2 separate regions of the Mus musculus genome follow, and region 1 is linked to region 2. Evidence: chromatin contacts called from public promoter capture Hi-C data. All regions are on one chromosome and are shown on one strand. Each heading gives the region's core, a stretch centred on a gene start, on an enhancer-like site or on the middle of the called end of the contact. The rest is flanking DNA. Distances are from core to core; before and after follow the strand shown. Region 1 holds the start of Fgfr1 (fibroblast growth factor receptor 1). Region 2 holds the start of Ido1 (indoleamine 2,3-dioxygenase 1).

Evidence for each region. Promoter capture Hi-C pulls out the DNA fragments that hold promoters and counts their contacts.
Region 1: a contact with region 2 is called in a promoter capture Hi-C map of the C10 cell line. The contact joins the promoter of Fgfr1 here to the promoter of Ido1 in region 2. A contact is called at or near these places in 2 of 39 promoter capture datasets (both in the C10 cell line) and 1 of 9 other capture datasets (liver).

What each region holds. Positions count from the first base shown.
Region 1 is chr8:25,517,179-25,520,112 of GRCm38.p6, forward strand. Fgfr1 (fibroblast growth factor receptor 1) reads left to right here and starts at 1,581. Exons shown (of 18, transcript NM_010206.3): 1 at 1,581-2,251. Gm31288 (a long non-coding RNA gene) reads right to left here. Exons shown (of 3, transcript XR_003947368.1): 3 at 2,510-2,934. RefSeq lists promoters at 746-1,720, 1,506-1,720.
Region 2 is chr8:24,595,518-24,598,396 of GRCm38.p6, forward strand. It overlaps Ido1 (indoleamine 2,3-dioxygenase 1), which reads right to left and starts at 1,435. Exons shown (of 10, transcript NM_008324.2): 1 at 1,324-1,435. The coding sequence starts at 1,422. Gm51565 (a long non-coding RNA gene) reads left to right here and starts at 94. Exons shown (of 2, transcript XR_003947523.1): 1 at 94-503; 2 at 1,126-1,927.

The sequences.
Region 1 (2,934 bases), core at 331-2,830, 920 kb after region 2:
ACACCAATAAACTCATCAATAGCCCTTCTTCTTTTTCCTCCACCCTTTACTGGAGATAAACAAATGTGATAATATCTCCGTAGCTTCCCATTTTTTCACCTGGTGGTCACATAGAAAACTGTCTTAGAAACTCTTAGTCTTCAATGTGGAGGGAAGAGTTGGATTGTTTGGTATTCAAGCTGTCATGGCTTGCTCTGTGGAAGCGGAATAGAACAGTCCCCCTCATGATGGCTTTCACATGTGTGACCCTTTTGGCACACTTACATTCATTCAGTCTGCTTCTCATGGGGGAGACCCATAGAGGGACTAGATCTTATCAGATTCGTGACATGCCCAAAGTCTTTGAGTGGTGGAATTCACACCTAGTGTGACATATTCCACCCTTCCAGTGGTCCCCAAGTAGACATCACATCACAGTCACCAGGAAAATTTGCAGAGCCCCCACCCCACTGCTATGCAGCAAACCAACAGGTACCAACCACCTAGTCAGGTCTAGAGTGTGCTGGAATCAAAGCACTGTCTTTGCCTTTGTCAAAGCTGCATCGCCAACCCCTGTGTTTGATTTGTTTGAGACAGGGTCTGTAAGCACAGGCTGTCGTCTCAGTCCCTATGTGGCCAACGGTGATCTTAAGTCTCTGACCCTCCAGGGCTAGGATTGCATATGTACATCATCATTTTAGACTGCTGGAAAGTGAGCTCCTGCAACGAGGCGAAGGCCCCACTGGCTGTCTCAGAATTGTTAGCATGCTTCATCAAAACATCGGGATTTCTCATGTCCAAGCAGGATCAAAAATTTTTATTTTTTAACAATCTCAATATGATTCACGTCCACTGGACTCATTGGATTAAAGAGCCACAGATTAACATCTCTGTGGAGGGACCTGGTGGGAAGGGCATTTCAGCGATTTTCTTTGAGGTTCATAGTATACTGTGGAGGCTCTGGTTTGACTCTGATTAATTCCTAAGGCAAACAAAACAAAACAAGCAAGCAAGTAAACAAACATCCCCCCCCATCCGAAAAAAAAAAAAAACAAAAACCCCTCCTCTCTTCGGTTGCTTCCTGAAAGCTGGTGATTTCTAAGGCTACCATGAACAGCACTGTAGAATTTGCAGGGTCCATTCCAGCGTGAACCACAAAACCTAAATTATGTGGCTGGGGAAAGTTGAGATCCAAGGAAAGGGTCTGAGGGGGAAAGTCAACCGATCCATCAATAAAAACAGTTCGTATATTGTAAGCTATGTGAGGGTCCTATTTATTCCTTTTAGAGACGGGAAAACCGAGATTTAGAGCACGAAAATCATACCCCAAGGCACAGAGATAACCAAAGACCAAGTTGCCCAGTGCAACCTCAAAATTATAGCCAGGCACCCGCCCCTCCCCACCCTCCACTCCTGTCCCCAAATCGCTGATCTACACACAGTCTGAAATTCGGGCGCCCTCCAGGCGAAAACTCAAGTTAGACCAGACTGTAGAGCAGTTCTGCTCGCTCCAGGCTTCTCCGGGGCTGCAGCTTGAGAACTACAAGGCCCAGCAGGCAACTGCAAGGGGAGGAGGAGGAGGTGGGACTAGCGCCGGGTGGGAGTGAGAGAGCGAGCCCTCGCGCCTCGCCGGCGCACAGCGCTCGGAGCGCTCCTGCGGGTACTTTGGCGGGGCTCTCCGCTGCGGGCGGCGCGGAACGGGAGCCGGAACCCTGGTGCAGCCGCTGCGTGCAGAGGACCCGGGCTGCGCAGGGAAGCGGGGCCGAGACGTCCGGACTGGACTGAGACTGTGCTTAGCGCATTGCGGCGACCTCGCCTTTCCCGGCCGCGAGCGCGCGCCGCAGCTGGAAAAGCAGCGGAGACCGAGGACTTTTCTCAGGTCCCAGGGGCGCACCACAGCCGTGCTGCAGTCAATGCACGCCGGAGCCCCAGGAGGGGTGATGGAACTCGGGCTGCCAGAAGCCTGAGACGCCGCCACCGCCGCCGCTGCGTACTGGAGAGCGGGGGGCGCACGATCTGGGGACCCCGGGCGGCGGACCCGAGCCCTCCCCCCCGCCCCGCCTCCGGGGCACCAGCTTCGGCTCCATTGTTCCCGCCCGGGCTGGAGGCGCCCGGCTCGGAGTGCCGCCGGGAGTCGTGCCTCGGCCGCGGAGCCCTCGAGACCCCATCAGGATCTGAACGGAGCCCGGAGACGAGCGGCGGGAGCGCAAGACACAGACACCCGCCGCGCCACGGCGAGCTCTCCAGAGGCGGGACCGCAGCGCCAAGTGAGGTAAGAGTCGCCGGCGCCCGCAGAGCCGGCTGGCTGGGCGTCCCGAGCGGCCCCCGCGCTTCGCCAGTCGCAGCCCGCGCCTCCCTCCTCCAATCCCCCACCCCACCCCCGACTCCGCTCCCTCCCCGGCGCCCCTGTCCCTCCTCCCTCGGCCAGTGTCGCTGCCCGCGCCCCCTCCCCGCGCGCTGGGCCCGCTGCTGCTGCCCGCTGCCTAACTTTTCCGCCAACTCGCGCTCCGGAGCTAGCGAGGAGGCTGCTGCGCTCCGAGTCCAGACCCCGACCCTCTTGGCCCAGGAGAAGGCGGCGGAAGCTGTGTGTTCCCTACTGGGGAGGAGGGCGGGAATGGGCCGGGAGATGGAGGGTGTGTGTGTGTGTGTGTGTGTGTGTACATCATCTATCTTTTGGTCCTCTTGCGGATTCACCCCGTTTCAGCCGGTGGCTTTAAGCTCAACACCCTACATCTGGGATCTTTTCAAGTGTTTTCCTACCTCCGGGCAAGTCTGGGGTCCAGGTTGGGGGGTTGAAGAGGAAAGGAAGTGGCGGGGAAGGCTAGCTTGTCTTGGAATAGGTTTGAAGGAGGTGTCGTCACCAAATGGCTGAATCGGCTTTAGCGGAGAGCGAGCAAAGATTCCCCCCCCTTTTGAGGGGTGATGGTGGTGGTGGTGGTAATGTTCTATTTTATC
Region 2 (2,879 bases), core at 185-2,684:
TTGAGAACTGCAGCGCTAAACCCTGAGGTGGTCAGTTCCACATTCGTGACCGGATACACGAAAACCTCAAAACCAGGCACGCCAGGGCACCCAAAGATGCAGGCGCCAGGACACTTGTAGCAAGGATATCAGGCTTGGTGCCCAAAGACGGGAGAGCCTGAGGCTGCATGCTAAACTGTAGTCCCGCCCCAAGCAGCAAGCCACTGGATTGGATGGGAGCTGCGCAGGATGCTCCTCGTGAGCACTGCGGGGTGCATGCTTCAGATCGCTCCCGGCTGGGCGAGCTGATACAGGCTCGCTGCTACCCTTAATTCTGCAGTGTACCCGTGCCTCGCCTTCCCGGGAACTGCCTTGGTTTTCCATATCTGATCCCAGTCTCTAGCCCACTGCCCCTAGATCTGTGCCTTCCTGGCTCCATGGCTCTTTGCGTCTGGGTCCTAGAGTCACCCGAGCTCAAAACGTGCGACTGACTACTTACTCTGTTCGGGTCTTAGTGAGACTAGGTGAGCATGGGGCACCTCTAAACGAGTATTTTGCTTCTTTGCTATTTTCCGTAAGTGTTGATAATGAAGATGTGAATGATAAATTGGTATGCGTGGCGTTTTTGCAGTCCAATTTAATGACATAATTTTTGTTTGTTCAGTGCGTTCTCAGCTTTTGTTTTATTTAAGACTGTCTGGCCTTGAATTTGAGGCTATGCCCCTGCCTCTGACTCCTGGGTGATGGAACTATAGTTGTTTCCCACTGTACCTGGTTGAGACACGAGGCATTTCCCCCACATGCACCGCACTTGGATTCCAAAACTTGCACAAAAGCACAATCAAGGTTGTTCATACCTTCCTTTGGATTATGCTTGGCAAACCACAAGCATTATTAGTATGAAACAAAAGTTGCTTGATCTATCATCTCATATACTGAAATCAGTGAGGAGCACAGATCGATCCATTTGATAAGGTTCAGAAGAGAAATGTTTCTATGGCTCTGGGCATTTGAATGTTGCTGTTTCAGGACACCGTGCTGGAAAAGTCATTGTGACAAACTGGCTTCCCTTCTATGAGCCCGTTTCCTTCACGAAACTAAAAAGACTTCTCATGTGCCCCTTCCCTCACCACTTCACATTTCCAGGTTAAGAAAGTAAGGGCTGGATTTTGAGGAAGAAGAAGAAGAAGAAACACTGAAGAGCAGCCAGGCTCCCTTTTTGTAAGTGGGCTCTGAATTTGACATCACTCATTCGCTTAAGAGAACCTGAGACAGAGCTGCTTACTTAGAAATTCATCTGTCGAGATAAATAATGAGGACAAAGCAGATTTTCACTTTTCTTACCAGTGGATGTGGTAGAGCAAAGCCCACATCTTCATCTATGTGGTGGTCTTCAAGGATCCTTCTAGAACCTTCTGTAGGAGATATTTTACTGAGTGCCATTGCTGTCTACTCCACTGACCCCCCACTTGGCCACTGAAGGAATGTCCCAGCATCTCTTATAGGGTTTAGCCAAACCCCACAGCTGACACGTAATACTCGGGGAGAAGTGGCTTCCACCTGGGACAGTTTCATTTTCTGTTTTATGTATTTGCAATTTGATAAACAACCAAACCACAAAGGATCTCTCTTCGTCATATGAAGAAACTAAACATTTGTGTTTCTTATCAGATTTATCCCATAAGGACATCAACTGTTGGCTCTGATGGCCTCAGCTTCCCAGTGCCAATTATGGTGACCGAGTGCACACTCAGGCCTCGGCCCTGGAAACCACCCCATCAGTGGTTTGGGTGGCCACCTGTTACCCCAGCAGGAGGATTGGGTGTTCAAGCCACAAAGTGCCCAACTCACATGACAAGAACCATGAGGACAGGTGACCAGGAGAATGCATTTTGCTTTAGAAAACGTTCAGAGTTTGGGTTTAAAATAAAGACAGCCGAACTAGCAATAGCTGTCCGTTATTGGCTTTCACACGAGGGAACTTATGTCCTGTTTTAAATGTCAGTGTTTTGTCTCTCCAGCTCTGAAACACAACCTGGGACACACAGGAGAGTCAGCCTCAGAAGTAGCACAGAGGGGGATCATCACCAGACCCTTCCCCCTAGTTTTCTTCCCTAGGTTCTTGTCTGTGCTAAGGCTAATGGAGGGTTCACTTCTTCACATGATTTGTAAGCCATATCTTGGAAGGTGGTCCACCTTTCCTACTCTATCTGGCTGCCAGGGACCGACTCCTGACAAGCTCTCAGCCCTGCCCACCTGGAGATTCTCTAATGTGTTCAAAAGTAAAGAGCAGCGTCAAATAACTAAAAACATTCCTTGCAATACAAAATTGAGACTCTGGTAAAGGTGTACAGAGAACTCCTAAGTTTATGTCCACTTTGATGAAATGGATTTTGGGTTTGTTGTTGTTTTGTTTTGTATGGGTTTTTAATTAATTAATTAATTAATTAATTAATTTTAAGAAAGTGCCTCGCCAATTTGTAAAACACATGAAACTGAAGAAGAACGAAGACCAAAGTGTGGACACTTTGCCCCTTCTTAGAATTGGAAACAATCACCCATAAAAGGAGTTACAGAGACAAAGTTTGGAGGTGAGACAAAAGGATGGACCATCTAGAGACTGCCATATCCAGGGATCCATCCCATAATTAGTCTCCAAACGATGACACCATTGCATACACTAGCAAGCATTTGCTGAAAGGACCCTGATATAGCTGTCTCTTGTGAGACTAGGCCGGGGCCTAGCAAACACATAAGTGGATGCTCACAGTCAGCTATTGGATGGATCACAGGGCTCCCAATGGATGAGCTAGAGAAAGTATCCAAGGAGCTAAAGAGATCTGCAACCCTGTAGGTGCAACAACATTATGAACTAACCAGTACCCCGGAGCTCTTGACTT